Linked DNA regions of Anas platyrhynchos: region 2 is linked to region 1. The links are chromatin contacts, called in public Hi-C maps. All regions are on one chromosome and are shown on one strand. The core of a region is the stretch at or near the end of the contact, and the rest is flanking DNA. Distances in the headings are between cores, read along the strand shown.

Region 1 (4,363 bases), core at 752-3,251:
GTGCAATGGCAAAGCCCGTGCCATCAGTAATGCTGAATGCTAACTACAGCGTCATAAATCCGAGCTCACATCAGCTGCTGGCGTGCAGGACTGCCAGTGGGCTGATAACGTGCTGCAGATGTAAGGGGTGGAAATACTTACAGCTGTCTGCGGCCTCTCCTTTGTCTCTGTATTTTATTTGGGTCATGTGTTGCAACAGGACTTTCTTTTAAAACGTGGTATCACACTGCTGCCCTCCCGTCCCTCCAGCACAGGACAAATGCTCCGCATGGGCACAGCACCGAGACCCACTCACAGCAGCACACGTACACCAGCCCAGGAACCAAAGCACCGACACCAGAGACATCAGGAGAATTACAGGGGCAAAGCTCTTACTGTGCTCCAGCCGTCTGTCCTTCAGGCTTGGGGTGTATCCTCCCCAAAGGCTGGCGGATTCAGTCTAACAATTCGATCCCGTCCCAACTCCAGCTGGGACTTTTCTACCAAAAAGCCATGCCCAATCCCTCGGAGGGCACTCGCAGTGTTAGAAAGAAGCGCCCACTGACAGCTAAGACCCAACACCTAAGCAAGGGGAAGCCGGCCAAGAAAGCCACCAGAAGAGCCCAGGGCAGCAGCATCCACACGAGGCACAGCCTGAGCTGCTCTCATCACCGCTGCAGCACAAATTAATTCCCAGCTTTGCAGGGAAGGCCACTACCTGCCAGGGTTGTATCAGCAAAACCGCTACGTGCCCGATAGCGCCTGAACGAGACAGAGCTGGACAGGGATCCCAGCCCTCACAACACGGGGCTGACAGGAGTCAGACAGGCTGCAGGTTCTGCCCAGCTGATAAGTCGTAAAAACGTGAGATTTGCTTCACACGAGGCAGAGATGCTGCTAGGGCTCTGATGGCTGGTGGCTGCCCTCCGGAATGGCAAGTGGCTAAGCAGCGGGGATGGTTTCAGAGCCTTGCTGCGGCTGACACGGGGGAAACACTGCCAGCTCGTCAGGGGCTGGAGAGCTGGGTCTGGAGGAAAGGACCCTGGTGCCAAAGAAGAGAGAGGGAAGACAGCACGTGGAAGATGGTGACAAATGCAAAATACAAGGTGATGCAGGAGGAAACACAGTCTTGTAGTTCAGAAACACCCGCCTGGGTTTGCCCAGCTCAGCAGAGTGCGCTGGGCACAGAGCTCAGCCCTCAGCAGCACAACCTCGGAGCAACTCCTCACGTTTTGGCTGCAGGTTGCATTCCCTCACTCCTCTGGAGGGTTTTGTTACAAACATCTGAATGGCACAGGGTGGAAGGGTGCTGCAGGCATTCCCTGTTAAACTTGCTCTCCTCCACAATTATTATTTTTTTTTTTTTGTGTAATTTCTCTTAACACTTCAGGAGCAGGGAATAAAAAACTCTCCGCATTTCCCCAAAGAGGATCTCAAATTCAAATAACTGGAAATTTGTAAAGCCCACACAACACTTGCCCCAGCACACAGGCATCCTAATGGTTTTATACAAAGAGGTGGAAGCACACAGAGGTTTGGTGAGCTGCCGAGGACAATACTGTGAGCCAGTGCCAAGGCCAGGCTGGAAGGCTAGGTTTTCATGCCCTCATGTGTATGGACATTTGCATCATTTTGATTTCCCTTTTTCCAGCCCTTTGTGGCAAAACACAGTTATCTGAATTCCACTCCAAGGGAGAAAAAAATAAATTAATTAAAAAAAATAACAATAATCAAACAAAAAACCCCAACATAATAGCAAATGCAATCCCTTTCCATAGTTCATATGCCAGATCTTTCCAGAACCATTGCCTCTGCAAAAGAGCTCCTGGCTGCTCGGACAAAGCCAGCTGCTAATTTTGCTGTACTTTGGCACAGATTTTCTTAAATCCTTTACTTGCTTCTTTTCTTTCTTTCTTCCTCCAGGGCTGTGTCCTCGGGAGCTGTTCCTCTGCTCTGTCCAAACGTGCTGCCTGCACCCCTGTCAGCGCTGATTAAATGCAAAACACAACAAACTGGACGTGAACTGAACATGAACTCATCCAGCTTCCCCAGGCAAACAGTATGTCAGCAAGACGTGTCCTCAGCAGCCCGATCTAAAAGATTGCAAAAACAGCTGGAGAAAGAACTGCAGGAGGCTGGAGAGGGGAGCAGATCTCAGAGCTGAGGTACCAGAGTCCCTCCTCGCCTCTGCACTACCTTACCAACAGCTTCCAGAGTAAAGGTACCTGGTCACATTTAGACCTTCATGAAGGTTGTTCTGCTCGTGCTGAAGCAAAACAACCCCCAGCCCTGCCACACTTGCCAATTCGTAGCACTAGGGCACGTTTGTATCCTCTCCCAAAGGACGTGGCCGCCTGTCGACGCCGCGCTTGATCACCAGCACCCAGCCGTGGCTGCAGAAAGAACTACCTGACGGAGACCTGCTGGCCAGCACCCTTTAGAAATAACACTCTCTCACTTCAACCACCTGCCAAAACGAAAAACCAAACTGTCAGCTCTGCCACAAAATGGGGACACTTGTAAAAAAGCCGCCAAACGGTTGTGACAAAGTTGGCCAACAAACAGCACGCACGTTACCTGAAATGGCACAGCCCTTAGGGTGCTCCAGCCCAACCCAGTTTCTCACCATCCAAGGGGCTACAGAGGAAGCACGGGAGAGGATTTGCTCTCAAGACAGTCTAACACAGATACCATCTTTCCATCTGACTTCCTCCAGCAATTTGTCCAAGTTCCCTATTTTTAAGAAGAGGGATATTGCTACTTCCCCAGCTCTGAGCGCCGTTATGGTGTGTGCTTATTGATGGGGCTTTTGGCATGTCTGAGCATGCGGATTATAGGAAGTACCCAAAATGACTCTTTCAGTTTCAGCCTTTGTTCTCAGAAAACAAAGAAACTCATCCCAAGAGAAGGACAATCACATGCACTGCCTTGGAAAAAAAAAAAAAAATCACGCATGGATTTTGCTTTCCCTCATTCTATGTAAAACACGATAAACTTGTACTTGAACCACATCTGCTCTTCAGTTTCTTTGGTGCTCTACTTTGCAATTTCAGTTGGGAACGGAACTTTTTGTTTCCAGGACATTTCTAGGTCAGTGGTAAAACCAGAAACATGCTTCTATATCCAAACCAAGCACAGTGATAAAGCCAATACTGTGCCCAAGAACAAGTGCATTACTGTGTTGGTTTTTTTCTTGGTCTCACTGCAAGACAAAGCATGGAAGGCTGAAAAAGAGGAAAAAATTTACTCGTGTGTGCAATCCAAGAACAATTGCATTTTCCTAGAGATTGGGCAGGGCCCCTCCACCTACTGAAGTCAGTTTTCTTTTCTCAAGACAGTCAGACAAGGTGCTCTGACCCCAATTCAGAGCTTTGCAGATGAAGAGGAAGATACAAACACAACTACATCACTTTGCTGCTAAAATTACCAGGTACATATCACCGCTTCTGTATGTCAGAAGCCGAGTAGCCTGCTACGCTCCTGCTGTAAGATGTTAATTAAACCAGAATGGTGGGTGGGTACTCACTGGAGTTGATGTGCCTGCTTTTTCTGCGAGGTTAAGGAATTGCATAATTACTTGGAGCAGCTGAGTGGAGAATCCCTACCATCCTTCACCACCACTGACACTGATGTCACAACCTCCTTTTAGCACGAAGAGTCTGAAGGATATTTCCTCAAAAATAAACCATAATCAGGGAGCTGGATTTAGAAGGTGGTGTATCCTAAGGTTTCCCAAGGGACTGGACTTCAAATAGTGTTGCAAAAAGAACCGCACACCTCCTGTTTGGCTGCATCATTGTAAATCGTCTGATTCGATTGCTGTAAGCTGTAATATTTCTTTGCTGTGGTTCATTGACTTCAATGTGAAATTTTTAAGCATTCCAATAAAAATATTTTAAAAAAAGCCAAATTTTCTTGTGGAGTGAAAACACTGCTCTTTGTTTGGAGACAAATTTGTCCTCCCCACACAGAAAGCAGTCCCCTGTAAGTGTTGTCAAGGGCAGTCAGCCAACTGAGAGCTTGCAGCCAAGGCTTCAACTGCTCCTCTGGTCCACCACACGGCACCAGCAGCTTTTTTTCCCTGTCTGCAGCTGTGCTGAGCAGCTTATAACTTCCCTGAAAATAATTCTGCAGTCATCTCCAGATAAATACACTTCCTGCTGGTTACATGTTCAGCAGTGCAGATAGAGGTGTACTGGAGCTGTCAGCATCCACATGTGCAGGAGGCAGACGGGACCCCGGAGGCTGGGGGATGCGGTGGGATCCTCTCCTTTCCCCCAGGCTCTGCTGGCATGGGCCACATGAGGAGCCACCAGGAGCTGCTCCCGTTCAGGCACAGTTCAGTGCTTTGGAAATGAGAGCCTCAGCAAGGAGTGAATGTGTG
Region 2 (4,473 bases), core at 701-3,200, 240 kb after region 1:
CAAAGATGTACTCTTCCCCGATTTAATTAAGCACCTTTCTGCTGAGATCTAAACAGCAAGAATTTATAGACTCCAAATAGCCACTGCCAATACGTCTGCTTTTCTTACACTGTCTCACAAACTCCAAATGTAATAGCTAGAGACACTTTTACATGAACACAAAAGCTCTCAGAAAAAAAATCAAGTATTCTTACCAATAAACTTCAATAAAGTGTAACAGTAAAATAAGAAGTACTACTTCTTAGCTACGATCTTCACTGAACTATGCATCTCATGATAAATGAGTAATACGTACCTTTTACATTTATTTTATGTTAGGTTAGTAAATAAGGAATGCTTTTAAGACCATGACTTAAAGTCACTCTTACAGTTCCTAAGGAAAATAGTTTTGCCTTTCACGCTCCAGTTCTCTATATTATCCAAACACTTGATGCTTTGATCCATGTTTTGCATTAACTTACTCAGAAGACCACAGGTACGTTGCCCTGCTTTTGTATTGTTTTCTTCAGGGAAAAAAAGGCTTTTACTTTTAAGTTTCCACTTAAACAGTATCTCAATATCATTAATTTCATTCTCATTAATTTATCAAATATTCCGTAATACAGAGACTGCTGACACCTTCTGGCCACTTGACATTCTGACCAAAAATCAACAGGATTTCCATGAAATCTTTCATGTGCTTCCAACCCCTCAGAATCACATGAAGACTTAGGCTACGCCTATACTCCCATATGACAGTTGCTTAAAGGCATTTGGTTTCCCTTTCACTCACATGCTCCCACCCAGCCTCTGCCTTTCACAGAACCATTCAGAACAGAGACCGCGTACTCTGAGTGCTACAACCACACTCAGAAATCACACAGACCTCAAGATTTTGACTGAGTTTATCTTTTCATTTTCACTCTAGGTAGATCATATCCGAGGAATCACTGCACGGAATCTCGTGGTACGTTCAGGGTCGGTGCTGAACGCCACAGGTAGCGGCACAGGTAACTGTTTTATTGAATTAAACAGCTGAAGCCGGGATGACCTACCTGCAGGCTCTCTTTCATTTTCTTTGGCTCACTTTCTGACTCCAGCTCTCCCTTGGGGGCCACGCGCTGCTTTAGCTTTTTCCTTTTTTCCTCCTTCATTTCTTTGCTTTGCGTGTTCTTTTTTGCCATTCTGGAACAGAACGCTATGCAATTAGAAGCTGCCAGAGTGCAATTAGAACCCTTTTTATTTAATTGATTATTTTAAATGCCACTAGAAAAGTGCAATTAGAATCCTTTTATTTATTTTAAATAACTTTAATTTATTATAAATGCCAGAGAAGCATATACTGACAGGCCACCCTATAACCACAGCATCTCAAGAGGTACATCTGACTGCCTAACTGAAAACACTGCTGGCACCGAACCTGGACCAGTCCGGCTGACTTTCCCCGTTCTCCTCAGGATCTCGCTCCGGTTGCGCTCACGCCGGGACCCCCCAGCCTCGGGGCCGCCCGCTCCCGAAGCCGGCACAGCCACGCGGCCCCGGCTCTGCCTGCCGGCGGCCGTTACTCTGCCTTTTACACCGGCACGAGGGCGTGGAGATCCCAACGGATCCCAATGGATCCCAATGGATCCCAACGGCTCCCCCTCAGCCCCCCCCGGCCCGGCCGCCCCTCAGCGGCCACGCGCGAGCGGGGTGCACGCGGCCCCCTCACGCACCTCACACTCACGCTCCCCGCCGCAGCCCGCCCCCTCCCTGCTATTGGCTGTAGCAAAGGCAGCGGGCGCAACCGGTTGGCGCTCGGAGCTGCCAATCCCTTAGCTAGCCAATAGGAAGGCGAGGTGTGGTGTTGAGCGCCCTCTCGGAGGGAGCGTGCTGAGGGCGGGCCCGGCCGGCTTTTTTGTGTGACGTCAGCTCCGCGCGCCGAGGCCTCAGCGCTCGCCCCGCCCACCGTTGCCATGGTGACCGTTGCCAGGGTGACGGCCGCCGGGCCCGGGGCCCACCGAGGCCTGCAGGCCCCGCGCAGCCCTCCCGCCCCGGCCCTACCACCCCCGGTGTCCCCCACACAACCCAGCGCTGCCACCCCCTCACGGGCTAGCACAGGGGCTTTCGGCTCCCCAGGGACCAGTATCACCCACTTCAGTCAGCAGATCATAAGTGCTGTGCGGCTGGAGCAGCCCTGCGGGGCTCTGAGGGCAGGGAGCAGGCAGCTGCTGAGGTGTGGGTGGGTGACAAACAGCGCCAAGCACATGGGTTCCTGGAAATGTACCGGCTTCCATTTGCTATAAATACTTACCTTGTGCACAAACATCTCCCCAGTGATTTAAAGGCAGGAATATTTACTGAAAACAAATGAGTCACTGGAGCATTTTTAAGTGACAGCCTGACACAGGGTTTTCAGCTTCCAACTGCTTTGACCCCAGTAGCTGAGGTGCCGGTTTTGGCAGCAGTAACTCAATATATTACACATACCCACGTGAAGAGGTAAACCTTTATACCTCTTTCTCCTGACCAGACTGGGGTCACAACCATTGCTGCTTCCACCTACCTGCTCCCCACACTATGGGGTACCCATCGCAGTACTGTCAGGACCGCTGCTGCTCCCCCTGCAAACTCTTCCCACAGCAGGGTACACAGCAGAGTTTGGAAACATGTCCAGTTGTATATTATACAGAAAAATTATAAAAGTCCCATAACTAGTGCTGTCTTAGGGATGAGTTACAGCACTAGAGCACACAAGATAATCACTAGGTGGTGGTATCTAAAATTAGAGCCATAATTTAGGCTTTTGTTACAATGTGAATGGGGAAAGCATGTTTTCTATTTATGGTACCTAGAATAACAATTGTTTTATTACACATCCTATTGTGACACCCTGTGGTTAAACACAGTATTACAAATACTACCAAATCACTATTTAGACCACAGGATTGCATAAAACAAGGTTAAACAGAACTAGCAGCTGTAATTTGTACCTGACAGCTTTAGACATTCATTTTGGCCAGCTATGACCTTCCACATAGCTTTAACCATTCTCCAAAAAACATGTCAGTGGATGAGAAAAAAAAATCACATTAGACAATGAGTAGCGCACATTTTTTTGTTCTGCATTTGCTAGAAATTTTATTATCTTTCCCCTTTCTGATAAAAGACCTACAAGTCAATATGCTGGCCATTTGTGTTATTCCTGTAAAGGACCATAAATCTGCATTTCTTCAGGGAGCATTTGTAACCTAAGAATTAAGCCTCTTCAAATAGAGACAAGAAGCACACACCATTTGCACAATTGCAGTAAGCCCCAAGGTTGTATAAACCACACGCGTTAACTGCAATCTTGCTCACATCTCTTGCGGTATTATCAAAGATTATTTTTTCCAGGCAGGTCAAGGAACACAGCATTCTCAGCTACACAAACTGCTATTCCTCCCACCTCAAGAAAATGGGGTTGGGAACTCAACTGCAGGTGATTCAATAGACTGCAATTACCCATCCATTAGTCCTAAACCAATACTCCAGCCTACCAGCCCCAGCATGCAGAGGAATGGTTCCAATGACACATGAAATTGAGGTCTTGGCCCCCTGACATCATCAGTAAGCTTTGGCATTTTTCTCACAATTAGTTGGATGAGAGGTCTACTTAGATCACAGCTGGGGAATTAGCATTGTTCATTAACAGCACACTTCTATTTCCTCAAGCTACAGTACTTTGGGCCCCAAACTAAGCAGCTGGATGTTCATGCAGTTCAAAGAGCTGAGCCTTCAGGTAAGATTGCTGGTGAAGACAACAGACATAACAAAAATGTGTTGTTTAAACCTTTCAGGAAGGGAGCAAGAGTAGGCTCCTTTGACAGTGCTGTATTTTGGCCTTATTATGTGGGACAAGGAACAGTTAATAGCTTCTGTTTTCCTTTTTGCCCCAACTGCAAGAAAATACAAATACAAGTCTAGATTTCTACCTTGGGGGCAATAAATTATGAAGAATTACGCTGTGCGTGCCTCTGTGAGCACTATCCCTACAGTGAATTGCTTAGGGAGGGCCTAAAAGGACAGGGTATGGCTTTATAAATCAGTACTTCCAACAACATTCAGAAACCAAGAGACACCATAGAAAACTGACTTCACATTGATATGTTGTTGTCAAGCACAATGCAGCATTGTGCCAGATCATTTCCAAAAGGATTGAGAGCTATGACATTCACATGTATTTCAGTCTTTCACCTTATGAGACTCAGTTTAGCCTTGCACAACCTAAGCAAAACAAGCAGTTTAACCCTAATTTTAGTTTTTCTAAAACCACCCCCCAGTTTCCTCCAAGTGTTTTTCATAGTAGGGTGACAGTTGGACCAGATCATCTTGAAGGTCTTTTCCAACCTTAATGATTCTATGATTGTATTACAGCTCTTATTCTAAATATATAAACAAAGTTGGCTTAGAAAGGCTGACAGTTTATTAAATCCATAAGAGATTATACACAAAAATAAGTTACTTGCATAGAAA

What was found. A called contact is a pair of places that touch in the nucleus more often than the background predicts.
Region 2: a contact with region 1 is called in a Hi-C map of skeletal muscle, with 6 times the contacts expected there. The contact joins the promoter of CHLSN here to the enhancer-like site in region 1. A contact is called at or near these places in 3 of 8 Hi-C or Micro-C datasets (liver, skeletal muscle and subcutaneous adipose tissue).

The regions. Positions count from the first base shown.
Region 1 is chr15:14,128,385-14,132,747 of IASCAAS_PekinDuck_T2T, forward strand. All of the region lies in intron 4 of ADAP1 (ArfGAP with dual PH domains 1), which reads right to left. Among named protein-coding and RNA genes, the nearest start is that of GET4, 27 kb to the left of the region's middle. Within about 2 kb of position 2,002, at least 1 of the 8 cell types and tissues checked has an H3K27ac peak or open chromatin away from gene starts, as enhancers often do. A contact at or near this core is called in subcutaneous adipose tissue, where this site is marked.
Region 2 is chr15:14,367,995-14,372,467 of IASCAAS_PekinDuck_T2T, forward strand. CHLSN (cholesin) reads right to left here and starts at 1,951. Exons shown (of 5, transcript XM_027468889.3): 1 at 1,695-1,951; 2 at 1,035-1,164. The coding sequence starts at 1,936. ZFAND2A (zinc finger AN1-type containing 2A) reads right to left here. Exons shown (of 7, transcript XR_003500642.3): 7 at 4,401-4,473.